Linked DNA regions of Pan troglodytes: region 1 is linked to region 2. Evidence: chromatin contacts called from public Hi-C data. All regions are on one chromosome and are shown on one strand. The core of a region is the stretch at or near the end of the contact, and the rest is flanking DNA. Distances in the headings are between cores, read along the strand shown.

Region 1 (2,771 bases), core at 112-2,611, 520 kb after region 2:
ATGAAGGAGAATAGAGTAGGACGTAGGGGGTATTAGGGTCCCCGCAGAGCAGAAGGAGACGTGGTTTCACACATCGGGTGGGGGAGGGTGTAGTTACTGGCCTTGGTATAAAATGTATTCATTCCTGTGGGTGGTAATACATTTTTTAAGCCTGTAATTATATTGATTTAGTTAATTTGGGATCTTATGAAAAACAGAAAGTTAAAAACACTATTACTTATAATTACACAACCAAAAATAAATCCTGTGTGTGCATGGACAGATACAGATATAAATACTCACACAAACACAGATAGAAATTTCCTCCCAGCCTCCCAGGCTTGCTTTTTTTGCTTTAGAACAAGTGTTATATTTTCTTCTGACGTTAAAAATAATGAATGTTCATTGTAGAACATTTGGAAAACACACACAAAATATCAAGAGTATAAATATCTCTCAAAAAGCCCCCCAGTCCTCCGTGGTAACAACTGTTAGTTTTTTGTATTTCCTTCTAGTCCTTTTAAATTAATTTGTAACATGCTTATTTTTCTGATTGTTGAATAAACTAATGCTCATTGTAGCAAATTCAAAAACAAAACCTAGAAAAACTTACAAGCATTGCAGAAAATTCGAGATGACAGAAAAGGGCAAAAGAGGGTTCGATGCATCCGTGTCGCACCCGGAGGGTGAGCGCCTAGGACCCTGGGCTCTCTCCCGCCACGCAGCTTTCCTGGACACTTGGCTCTCCGGTGAACAGTACAGGAGATGCAGCAAGTGTGGCTTCACAGTGATGTGTGTCCTGTTTAAATGTCCTTCAAAATATGGTGCCAAGGTGGGGTGGGATGTTGGTGACAAAGGTCTTTGGAGTTGGAAAGCAGGGAGCCTGGTCTGAGGCAAACATGGAAACTGAGGCCCAAGACGACGCAGAGCAGTGCTTGCCCAGCGCCTCCGTGGCGGGCGCTGTGCACGAGCCACTGCCTGTACTCCTGGCCCCACCTCAAGTGGCGTCCTCTTGCCAACCTGCTTTATAGCTGGGGAAACTGAGGCTCGGACAGAGAAGTCACTCTCCCAAGGCCACACGGGAATGAGTGGCAGGGCTGGCATTGGGGTCCCTGGCCCCTAGACTCTACGTGGACAGAGACTGAGTCTGGGGCCCCTAGACCTGAGCCGTTCCCTGGTGCAGGCTGCTGACGGAGATGGGGCCTAGGACCCACACTCCTCGGAGCCAGGGGCAGCCCTGGGGCGCCTCTGTTCGCAGCAGCATCTTGGGGCGGCAGGAGGACAGAGCCGCTGCCCCGCCTGTCCCGCTTGGACCCTCAGAGTAGACCCCGCTGCGGCTGCCCGTCCAGGGCCGACTTCCAGGAAAAAATGGCCCTCTGCTGCCCCCTAGAGCCTGGCGTCTCGGCAGTGCAGTCGCATCTGCGGAGCGTCTCTATGGGAGCCAGTCTACCACCGCCCAGGGGGCCGGGACCCTTGCTGGGCCTGCTCTGCTGGCAGGAGCTGGAGTTGGCGGAAGTGAAGAGAGTGATCAAAAGATGCTCTTGGTGGGGAGAGTCAACCCCCACCCCACTGTGCACCTACTGTCGGGAAGAGGCCACCCGCTACGCTAGGGAAGCTGGTGGGAGTGTAGGATCCAGGTCCGAGGCACACACTCACTGGTACACACGCTCACACATACACACAAACAGACACACATACGCTTACACGCTCATGTATTCACTCTCAAACTCGCAGATTTGTACACACTCACACACTCTCTCACACACATAGGCCAACCTATCTTGCAAACAGCACTGGGTTTAGGGGAGTCTAAGTTTTGTAAATATCTTAAGAATTAAAAATAAGGTCTGATAGAGGCCCCAGGAATAAACCCATATAAATATGGCCGAGGGATGTTTGACGTCGGTGCCAAAACAACTCACTGAGGGGAGGGCTTATTCATCCAATAAAAATGAACCTCAACCTAAACCTCACACCCGATAGAAAAATGAACTCAAAATTGCCTAGATTTAAATGTCGCATGTAAAAATTATAAACCTTTTAGAAAAACCACAGGAGAGAATATCTAGGGCTAGGAGAGGAGTCCTCAGACTTCACACTGAAAGCCAGTCAAAAGGAAAGTTGATAAATTGGGCTTCATCAGGATCAGCCACTTTCGCTCTGTGAAACACCCATGTTACGAAGATGAAAGGCAAGCTACAGAGTGAGAGAAAGTATTTGCAAACCACATATCCAACAAGGACCAGTACCTAGACTAGAGGAAGAACACTCAACAGCAAGGAAACAAACCATCCAGTTAGGAAATGAGCAGAACTGAAAAGACGTTTCACCAGGAGAATGGACGAATGACAGGTAAGCACACGAAAAGTTGACAAACACCATCAGCCGCCAGGGAAGCCCACAGCCAGACATCCCTGCACACCTATCAGAATGGCTGACATTAAAAATAGCGCCAGCATGAAGTACCGGTGAGGATGCAGGGAAGGACACTGGATCACTTACGCATGGCTGAGGAGACTGGAGAATGCCACAGGTGTTCTGGAAAACACTTCAGCAGTTTCTTAACCAACTCAACATGCAACGACCAGAGGACTGAGCACTTGCACTCATGGCGGTCATATCAGAGAAATGAAGACTTCCGTTCACACAAAAACCTGTATGTGTCTGTTCATAGCAGTGTTATTCATAAAGGCCAGAAACTCAAACCGCCCAGGTGCCCTGCAGTGGGTGAATGTTTGCACAGGCTGGGGTGCCCCCATGCTGAGATACCATGCTGCAGTAAGAAGGAATCC
Region 2 (2,771 bases), core at 19-2,518:
GTAGGACTCGGCTGGAGGGATGAGATGGGGACAGATGGACCCCATGGGAATGATGCATCCCTCCGCAGTCCTGTCCCCTCTGCCCTGCCCCAGTGTCCGTGTCTTCCCCAGGCCTCCTCTCTGGTCTCCTCCAGCCCACTAAGGGTATGGACTCTAGGGGCTCAGGGGCTTTGGTCTGTTTCATTCCCTGTTGCTCCCCAAGCGCCTGGTGCTTAGTAGATGCTCAGTAAACATCCGAGGACTTCTGAAAGGAGGAGCTAGCAGGAGGTCATGGATCCTGAAGCTCAGAGGCCTAGCTTTCCTGCTGGGGAATCTGGGGAGAGTCGAGTCCCTCTGTCCTCGCAAAGCTGGTAAGTGAGGATCTGGGCTCCCTGGCCCACTGCCGGCTCCACGAGTAACCTGGGAAGCTCTTTAACGCACTAATTAATCTCCACCCCGTGGGGTGGGGATTATGGCACATATCTGCAGAGAAAAGAGCTGGCTGCCAGAGAGACAGACAGATTTGTTTCTTGCCTGAGAGGAGTCCTGGGCAGAGGGAAAGCAGTCTAGCAGCCGCTGACTCATGGTCGTGGCTGTGCAGCCAGGTCCTGGTGACACCCACGCCTCCATGGTGGGGCCACTGGGTCAGCCAGGAGCCAGGGTACTCCGTGGTGAGAAAACACCCATTCCCAAATTGAATTAGGGCATTTAAATAGCATCCTTGATGATCCCAGCCTCATCTCACCCAGTAAAACAAAACAAAACAAGACAAAACAAGAAACCCATGAGATGGGTTTGCTCAGCTTTCAACAAAGACAAATGACTCTGGGGTAGGTTGAACCATGGGAGGGCTTTCCCAGGGGAGAGCAGGATTCGAGAAACCTGGGCTTTCTGATGGAAATGACTTTGCAGCATCACCCACCTGCTCGCTCACTCATCCATCTAGCTACAAACCAGCCCCGCACCTAGCATCACCCACTGCTAACTCGCTCATCCATCCATGTACACACCAGCCCTGTGCTGAGCCTTCTCTCTGGGCCAGCTTCAGAGGAATCACCAGTTTCTGAGTTCTCAGGGGGCCTTCTAATGGAGGGAGCCCCGAAAATGGCCTTTGTCCACATGTGGGGCCTCGCTTTTCATTCTTTGTCTGTGAATGTCTTTTCTTCCAATTCACATCCACACGTCTCTTTGAGGAGGGCTGGAAAGGTGCAGTGCTGAGCTGTGTCTGGGAAGGCTTGCTGCTGGCCCCTCCGAGCCCCTCCCGCCCACACAGCCTGGGCTGGGAGCTGAGGTGAGTCACTGGGCTGCTCTCTGCGTTCACCCAGCGCCTGGCCAGGGCCCAGCTGCTGGGCTGGAGTGTGGCGGCCACCGTGGCCAGACAATTCAGGCTCCTGGAGGCGGGCAGGTTCAGTGGGCTGCCCCGAGCTCTGAGCTGGGGCCGGCTCCCCAGTCCTCCAGGCCTGGGTTCCCTCATCTGCACTGGGGCTGGCAGGACCCCTCCTTATGGCACATATAGGTAAAGGTACAGGGAGCGGGAAGGATGTCTAGCGATGCAGGAGCGAGCTTCTTCAGTCCCAGGGAAGACTGCACTGTTGTCCCCTAATCAGAATGTGCCTTCTTTCTCTAGGGGGATTTTATGTGGTTCCAATTTCTTCCCATTTCCTGAATAGTTTGCTAAAGTGGAACAAAGCCCAGCATATTTCATGAACATTCAGCTCCTCCAGTTTACTTTTAAAGAAAGTATTTCTCGTTGACATCTGGTTTTTCACAAGTTTCCTGATATGAATTATTGCCTGGAATTCTCACCTCTAAGATCAAGTCAGAATTTCTTTCCATCTTGCCTGTGGCCGAGCAGAGGGCTGGGCAGTGACGGGGAAATCCAAAACCCGGGAACTTCTGGGACTTGTCTGGGGTGGGAAGGGAGCTTTCGGGCGCCTTCTCCCAGGATCCCACCTACCCCAGTGTCCCTTGGCCCTGGGTGGGAGCCAGCTTGGCCCATGAAGGCAAAGAAGATCAGCTGGGGCCCACCTTCCTGTCTCAGGAAGGCAAAGAAGACCACCGAGGCGGCCCCCAGCTCCCTCGCTGGCCTGGCCTCCTCACCCCCCGGGACATGCAGAAGGGGGTTGGTGCTGGCCATCTTGGCTTCTGAGCTGGGGCAGGTGGGGGTTGGTGCTGGCCATCTTGGCTTCTGAGCTGGGGCAGGTGGGGGTTAGAGACCGTCCACGGGGCATGTCGGGAATGAACTCGCCTTGCCCCCAGCCCTCCAGCCCCCACAGGGTTTCTACTTCCTATGGCATTTCCAAATGGCCTCTGGTGGGCACTGTGTGCTGAAGACTTTGGGGATTACTGGCAGGCAGGGGATTGGCGGGGAGGGAGGCAGGGCTGGTCTTCTGCCCTCTGCCCTTTCTTTCTCTGCAGACACATTTTCTAAGACCCACTGTGTGCCAGACTGTGTGCTAGGCACACTGGACAGACTTGTGAATGATTCCCTTTGTACACCCCGGCAGCCGCAGGCAAGGGATGACCATGGCTGTTTCAAGGGCGAGAGGCTGCAGCTCCATCCTCTGTCTGCCCCAGTCCTGGTCCCAGCGGGATGCCAGGGCTTGGCTTGGCTTGGCTTGGCTCTGGTTGTGTCTCCCTCAGCCCTCCCTTGCATAGGGTCCCCCAAGTTTTTCTAGGGGATGCACTGCCTTGTCTCCTGCTCACCAGGCACCCCCTCTCTCTAGTCCTATAGGGGAACCCTGCAGAGAGCTGCCTCTGCCCCGGGCCCTGGTCCGAGTCTTCTGAGCACA

What was found. A called contact is a pair of places that touch in the nucleus more often than the background predicts.
Region 1: a Hi-C map of stem cell-derived neural progenitor cells shows a contact between it and region 2, with 2.4 times the contacts expected there. The contact joins two enhancer-like sites. A contact is called at or near these places in 2 of 7 Hi-C or Micro-C datasets (induced pluripotent stem cells and stem cell-derived neural progenitor cells).

What each region holds. Positions count from the first base shown.
Region 1 is chr3:8,048,005-8,050,775 of NHGRI_mPanTro3-v2.0_pri, forward strand. All of the region lies in intron 18 of SORCS2 (sortilin related VPS10 domain containing receptor 2), which reads left to right. Among named protein-coding and RNA genes, the nearest start is that of AFAP1, 220 kb to the right of the region's middle. Within about 2 kb of position 1,362, at least 2 of the 24 cell types and tissues checked have an H3K27ac peak or open chromatin away from gene starts, as enhancers often do. A contact at or near this core is called in stem cell-derived neural progenitor cells, where this site is marked.
Region 2 is chr3:7,531,588-7,534,358 of NHGRI_mPanTro3-v2.0_pri, forward strand. All of the region lies in intron 1 of SORCS2 (sortilin related VPS10 domain containing receptor 2), which reads left to right. Among named protein-coding and RNA genes, the nearest start is that of SORCS2, 15 kb to the left of the region's middle. Within about 2 kb of position 1,269, at least 5 of the 24 cell types and tissues checked have an H3K27ac peak or open chromatin away from gene starts, as enhancers often do. A contact at or near this core is called in stem cell-derived neural progenitor cells, where this site is marked.